Linked DNA regions of Mus musculus: region 2 is linked to region 1. The links are chromatin contacts, called in public targeted proximity ligation maps. All regions are on one chromosome and are shown on one strand. The core of a region is the stretch at or near the end of the contact, and the rest is flanking DNA. Distances in the headings are between cores, read along the strand shown.

Region 1 (3,341 bases), core at 692-3,191:
ATTGCCAGCTGTGGGTGGGTGGGTAGTGACTGAGAACTCTTGTGGGGGACGAGTTGGCCATTCCTGCCATTCTGTCACCCAGACCTTTGTCTAAGCAGAGACCATCTGCTTAGGGAGGAGCCTAGGGTCAACTCTTTAGTTTCGTGAGAATCTAGAGTTGTGACTTCCAAAGTGGTTGGGCCTGTCACTGGTGCCCAGGATGCTAAACTCTGGGTGCTTCCTGAACAGCTGACCTGGCCAAACTCAATGAAAGCTTGTTTTCTGTGAACTAGCAATCATTTGTGGAATTCTGAAGGACCCTGCACATCAGCTCTCAGAGTGTTGAGTAGTATGCTTGCCTTCTCTCTACTTCTTGACTTAGCACTGTGAGGCCTCAGCTTATGTTACAGTTAGTTAGATAAAGTCACAGGAAGCCTTCACATGTTGCTGTCCCACTGCTATCTCCCAGAAGCCCCCCTTTTGCAGAGAGATGGGGAAAATGCTGTTAGGAAATGCTGGAATCTTCTTTGGGAAAAATCATTGATTTATTGAATGATATAAAACACGTATAACAAGAACTATTTCAGTGCATTCCCATTGTTCTGAATTTTGTGTATTTTCTGCTTTAATTAAGATGGATGAAATTTCAGGGCTGGAGAAATTGCTCAACAGTTAAGAGCACTCATTGCTCTTACAGAGGACCTGGGTTTGATTCCCAGTACCCACATGGTGGCTCACAACCATCCATGAACTTCTGTGCCAGAAGGTCTGATGCACTATTCTGACCTCTGAAGGCACCGAACACACACATATGGTACACATACGTTCAGGCAGGCAAAACACTCACACATAGAATTAATAAATTGAATACATAAAATTAAGAAAGACCAATGAAGTTTCATCCAGTTTTGAAACTTGCCTCAGGTGTTCTGGAGCAAAGTCATGCACAAGGACACATGGTGTGTGCTGACTCTTGTTAAGACTTTGTTTTTTAAGCAAACAACTTGTTTGCATAAACCTCTGTTTCCAGGCCTCTGTGTTTTCATCAGGCACAGAGAATCCCAGGACTCCATTCCTAGAAGCAGAGCAAACCCTTACCCAAATGAGGAAGCAACTCCCGATGTGCATCAGGCCAGGAACTCGGAGTGGGTATGACCTAACTGAAGGCAAACACCAGAATGGACAGTTACAGGCTGGATCTAGAAGGGAATTTTGAGTTGCTGTGTTCTGATAAGTTATTGTCTAACCCAGCTCCTTTCCCAAACTCTGATGTTTATCCCTGGGTTAGCAAGGTGTGCCTGCTCGCACACTCCCGACCTACCTCTGGCTGCTGCGGCTGCTCTTCGCTTCCCTTCTGTATGCTGAGAGCTTTTGGGAGCCAAACCTGAGTTGGCCAAAAGCTAAACACCAGCACTAATAAATATAACCCTCCCCCAACCCCCTTTCCTTCTCTGACCTTACTTGTCATTCCGCCTTTGTATCTACTGATGAGTGAGTGAGTCCAGGTCCTCCAGCTCATGGCCCACACCCCTTTGTGCTCTTTCCTCTTCCACAGCTCAACTTTGGACGCTTAGCCTGCCTTCTCTGCAGACCGCAGACCCCTCTGATGGCCTTGGCTTGGCTCTAGGCTTGAAGTACTATTGGCTTTCCAGTCATTCTTGCTGATATTCCTCTGGCTCTCCCATAGCTCTGTTCCTCTGTCCAGTTATCGCTTTCCATTTGCATTTGGGTGCCGGGTGACTGCCTCAGACTGGCTCTTCCTACCCTAAGCTCTGAGGTCACCTTTACTTCTCTCTTCTGCACTGCACATTTAATTCTTTACCAGTCCTGGTTGTCCTTCTCAGAATACACGAAGCCACCTCCCCTCTCTGTGCACAGGCCTCATCTTCATGCTCCTGTGTTACCGCAGTCCACTGTGGTCCATGCCTGGCAGCGGTCTTTTATAAGCAAGTTAGATAGTGAGCCATGCAGGCTGGCACATGCCTGCAATTCCAACACTTTGGAGAAGGAGAATGAAGAGGCCAGAGTAGGACCTCACTTTCAAGGCCACCTTGGGTTACATAGTCAGTCACAGGGTGTGGGGTGAAAGAAAAAGAAAAGGCCAGGGAATGTTGCTTGACCTTGTTAGGGTTTCTATTGCTGCAGTGAAACACCATGACCAAAAACCAAGTTGGGAGCGAAAGGGTTTGTTTGGCTTGCACTTCCACTTCCGCATTGCTGTTCATCATCGAAGGAAGTCAGGGCAGGAGCTGATGCAGAGGCCACGGAGGGGTCCTGCTTTGGCCTGCTCCTCATGGCCTGTTCATCCTGCTTATAGAACTAAAGAGCACCAGCCCAGGGGATGGCCCCACCCACAGTGGGCTGTGCCCTCTCCATCAGTCACTAATTAAGAAAATGCCCTCTGGCTGGATCTTATGGAGGCATTTTCTCAATTGAATCTCCCTCCTCTCTGATGACTTAAGTTTGTGTCAAGTTGGCATAAACTAGCCAGCACAGGACTTCTCAAACTCTTTTTGCTTTCTGTTTCCCAACTGACCTCTGTTGCTTTTGATGGGGCACCTTAAGACTCTGACCTGTTCTCCTGTACCCTCCTCCCTTGCTCTTCCTCAGCGATGTCTGTCTGTAGGAGGTGTTGTCCATCCAGAAGTGCCCTGATTCCAGAGGTCCATGCTCAAAGCTACTGTCTCAGTACCTGATTACCCCATGCTGTAAGTGACCATCTCACAGTCTTGACTGCCTCTTAGCAACCCAGCCTTTCCTTTTTTTCCCCCTCAGATCAGCCAATAACTCCTTATAGAATGTGTCTTAGTCACAGGGTTTCTATTCCTGCACAAACATCATGACCAAGAAGCAGTTGGGGAGGAAAGGGTTTATTTGACTTACACTTCCATACTGCTGTTCATCACTGAAAGAAGTCAGGACTGGAACTCAAGCAGGTCAGGGAGCAGGAGCTGATGCAGAGGCCATGGAGGGATGTTCCTTACTGGCTTGCTTCCCTGGCTTGCTCAGCCTGCTCTCTTATAGAACCCAAGACTACCAGCCCAGAGATGGTTTCACCCACAAGGGGCCTTTCCCCCTTGATCACTAATTGAGAAAATACCCCACAGCTGGATCTCATGGAGGCATTTCCCCAACTGAAGCTCCTTTCTCTGTGATAACCCCAGCCTGTGTCAAGTTGACACATAAAACCAGCCACTACAAATGACCCCTTATCAACCTGACACACAAACACATCAATAGTAAGCCTCAACCCTTCGTTCTTGTTCATCCCCAAGGTCTAAACAACCTTACAAGTCCCACAGTCTTTACATAGTAAAAGTTCAATCCTTTTAAAATATCCAATATCTTTTAAAATTTAAAGT
Region 2 (2,890 bases), core at 308-2,807, 170 kb after region 1:
ACACAAACAAGTACACAGGGACATGTGCCCATGAGACCTCACTAGCCAAACCCAGCCTTAGTATATGAGGCCTTGAGAAATGTGTCTCCAGGGCCTACAAGATGGCTCAGTGGAGTGGGTAAAGATGCTTACTGTCAACCTGACAACCTGAGTTTGATCCCTAGGGCCCATATTGTGACAGAAAGCAGCCAACATCTTCGAGTTGTCCTCTGACCTCCGCATGTGCATCTAACCTGAGTGCACTTGTCCACACACAGCAAATAAAAGTATCGCTAAAGTGGCAGCCATCATGTCGGACTACTAGTGCTAGACTTAGATTGTCCCAATTTGCTCCGTGAGACAGCACCTCACACTGTAGCTCACGTTGGTCTGGAACTTGCTATGTGGCAGCCTAGGCCAGCCTCATCTCCCAGCCTGGTGGGGTAGAAAAGATGGAGTTAGTCGGTCTGGGTCAGGAAGCAACACAGCTGCCGGAGTGCTGATTTCTCCCTAACTCCAATGAACAATCACTGGAAAGATCCGTTAGCTCAGTAAACACAAACAGCTCAAAAGTAGAGACAGGCCTAAGTGTTGACCTCATTATAGATACTATAAAATGAGCGATTTTGTTGCTGGTGGTTTGGGTTTTTTTTTAAGACATGGAAACTAGGATGCAGAATAAGGAAGTTTCTCAGAATCATGCATTCATAAGTAGTAGAGTCTGGCATTGACTCTCTGGGCTCTGGCTCTAAACCCCCTTGCATGTTGTTTCTTAGTGACCACGGTGTGGACGGGGCGATTTAAAACCAGAAGAGGAGAGCTCAAGTTTGTTGTTTGAAGCTGCTCTTGAGGTGCTGGGTTGCAGCAGCTTTTAAAAGCAGATGCTGAGAGTACACATTTTGACTATAAAAGGCCTGGTTGCTTGGGCTTTTGGTTGCACGAGAGAGAGAGAGAGAGAGAGAGAGAGAGAGAGAGAGAGAGAGAGAGAGAGAGAGAGAGAGCTATAAATAGAACTAACAGCAAGTTGGTGTTTTGGCAGAGGATCTGTCTGAACACCCTCCAGCACGATTGGTTCCGAGTGTCCAGTCAGAAGTCCGCCGTGCCAGCCATGGTGGGCGACTACATCGCCGCGTTCGAGGCTGTCTCCCCGGACGTGCTCCGGTACATCATCAACATGGCGGACGGCAATGGCAACACTGCCCTCCACTACAGCGTGTCCCACTCCAACTTCCAGATCGTCAAGCTGCTTCTGGATGCAGGTACAGAGGACCCTGTTGTCCCCCTAAGGGCACTCAGGTTGTGACTTGTCTTCATAAAGCCGGTTGACCCATACCATAGTTCTTTGGCCATCCTCAAGTCTTTTCATTGCTTCTCCACATGACATGGCAAGAATGTTTGTTCTTGAGTCATGGGTGGGAGACCTGAGGTTCTTCAAGCCTAGGCAATAAAGAAACAGAATCCACATCTATTTTGAAGGGAGTTTGTGAAGATATTCTTGCTGCGGGTCAGCTGTCTTCAAATGAGGTGTACCCCTGCTAATAGCCGTGACTCACACTTGTTCCTTGATGAATCACGCGGGCTGGGCTGGGTTGTTTGGGAGGCAGAGTGTTGCTCACAGGCCCAGAGTCACAGCTTTTGTGCATGTGGCCACTCTGTTTGTCCTTGTACGCCAGCCACTATGTGGCTGTACAGAAGTGAGGAGTTAGGACAGGGACTAGTAAAACCACAGTAGAGTCATCACTGTCCCTGCCCAACTACACGTCTCCAGAAGAATCACAGAAATGAGAGGCAGTGTCTCCCGTTACCGCTGAACCTTGTTAACAGCAGTAGTGGGAACGTGCCATCCCAGAATGCAGCGGTGGGGTCACGTTACCCATGAGGTGAGAGGGCAGGTCAGAAGGGGCCCCTTGAGGAAGGGAGCCTTCAGCTGCAGGTGGGGCAGCCCCCAAACCACTTTCATCATCATAACAGTGTTTTTGACAAGCAGCTAACCCGGAATTCGCAGTAAAGGCTAGTAAGAACAAAATGTCAACACCTGATGTATATGATGAAATTGTCTAGTTTCCTTTACTGTCTCTTGACCCAGTGGCCTGATATGCATCACTCCATCTTGGAGTTGTTAGTACAGAAAAAAAAAAAAAATCCAAGCACACATACGGTTTGTTACTGTTCTCAGTTGCTGAATTCCCTTTTCTTGGGGTGTGGGTGTTGGAGCTGCAGCCTTCTGCATACTGGACAAGCACTCTGACACTGAGCCGCCTCCCAGCACAGCACAGCGCAGCGAGTCTTTCAGTGCCCATGTTAGGGAATAACTCCTTCCATCTGATGACAAGAAGCAGTTACAGGCTCCTTCCCTCCAGACTGTAAACAGCTAGGGATACTGTTAAAATAGGGGCATGGGTTATACCCAGGGAAAGTCAGAACAAAATTTCAGAATTGCTTTTGAAATGGCATCTTCTCTGCTCTGAGAACTCTATAGAGTGGATATCCTGGCAAACTGACTTGCTTCCACTGTTAGATGCTCTTAGGTAATCACTTGGTTTTAGTGCTTACTATTTTGAGTCAATTTTGGGCTCCATGAGATGTAGCTCTGGGGCTTCAGCACTGAAGGAGTGGAGGAGCTCAGATCCTGAGGATCGTGGGTATATGTGTGCACCCACTTTGCCACCACACAGTCTTAGCTTTTTACACAGAGGTCCTTCTGTACATCCCATCATGTAATAGAGAGAGATCCCAAGCCGAGCTTTTGCCTCGTCTCATCTGAAGTGTTTAACTTGGTACTCGCTCCTCTGAAAGCTACTTTCCATTTCTCTCCATCCTGGCATGCCATTAAAGCCCTGGGAAGCGTCTCGAGAATTAAAGAACAGAAGAGATCCAGCCCACGGGGTCTGGTGGTCCTTGGCAGTTTCTT

The links.
Region 2: a targeted proximity ligation map of heart atrium shows a contact between it and region 1, with 6 read pairs. A contact is called at or near these places in 1 of 39 promoter capture datasets (pre-B cells), 1 of 484 Hi-C or Micro-C datasets (nephron progenitors), 1 of 130 datasets of targeted methods (heart atrium) and 1 of 9 other capture datasets (adipose tissue).

What each region holds. Positions count from the first base shown.
Region 1 is chr19:25,251,895-25,255,235 of GRCm38.p6, forward strand. The region is part of intron 1 of Kank1 (KN motif and ankyrin repeat domains 1); the gene reads left to right. Among named protein-coding and RNA genes, the nearest start is that of Kank1, 17 kb to the left of the region's middle.
Region 2 is chr19:25,426,959-25,429,848 of GRCm38.p6, forward strand. Kank1 (KN motif and ankyrin repeat domains 1) reads left to right here. Exons shown (of 14, transcript NM_181404.6): 10 at 1,019-1,238. Among named protein-coding and RNA genes, the nearest start is that of Gm26207, 26 kb to the right of the region's middle.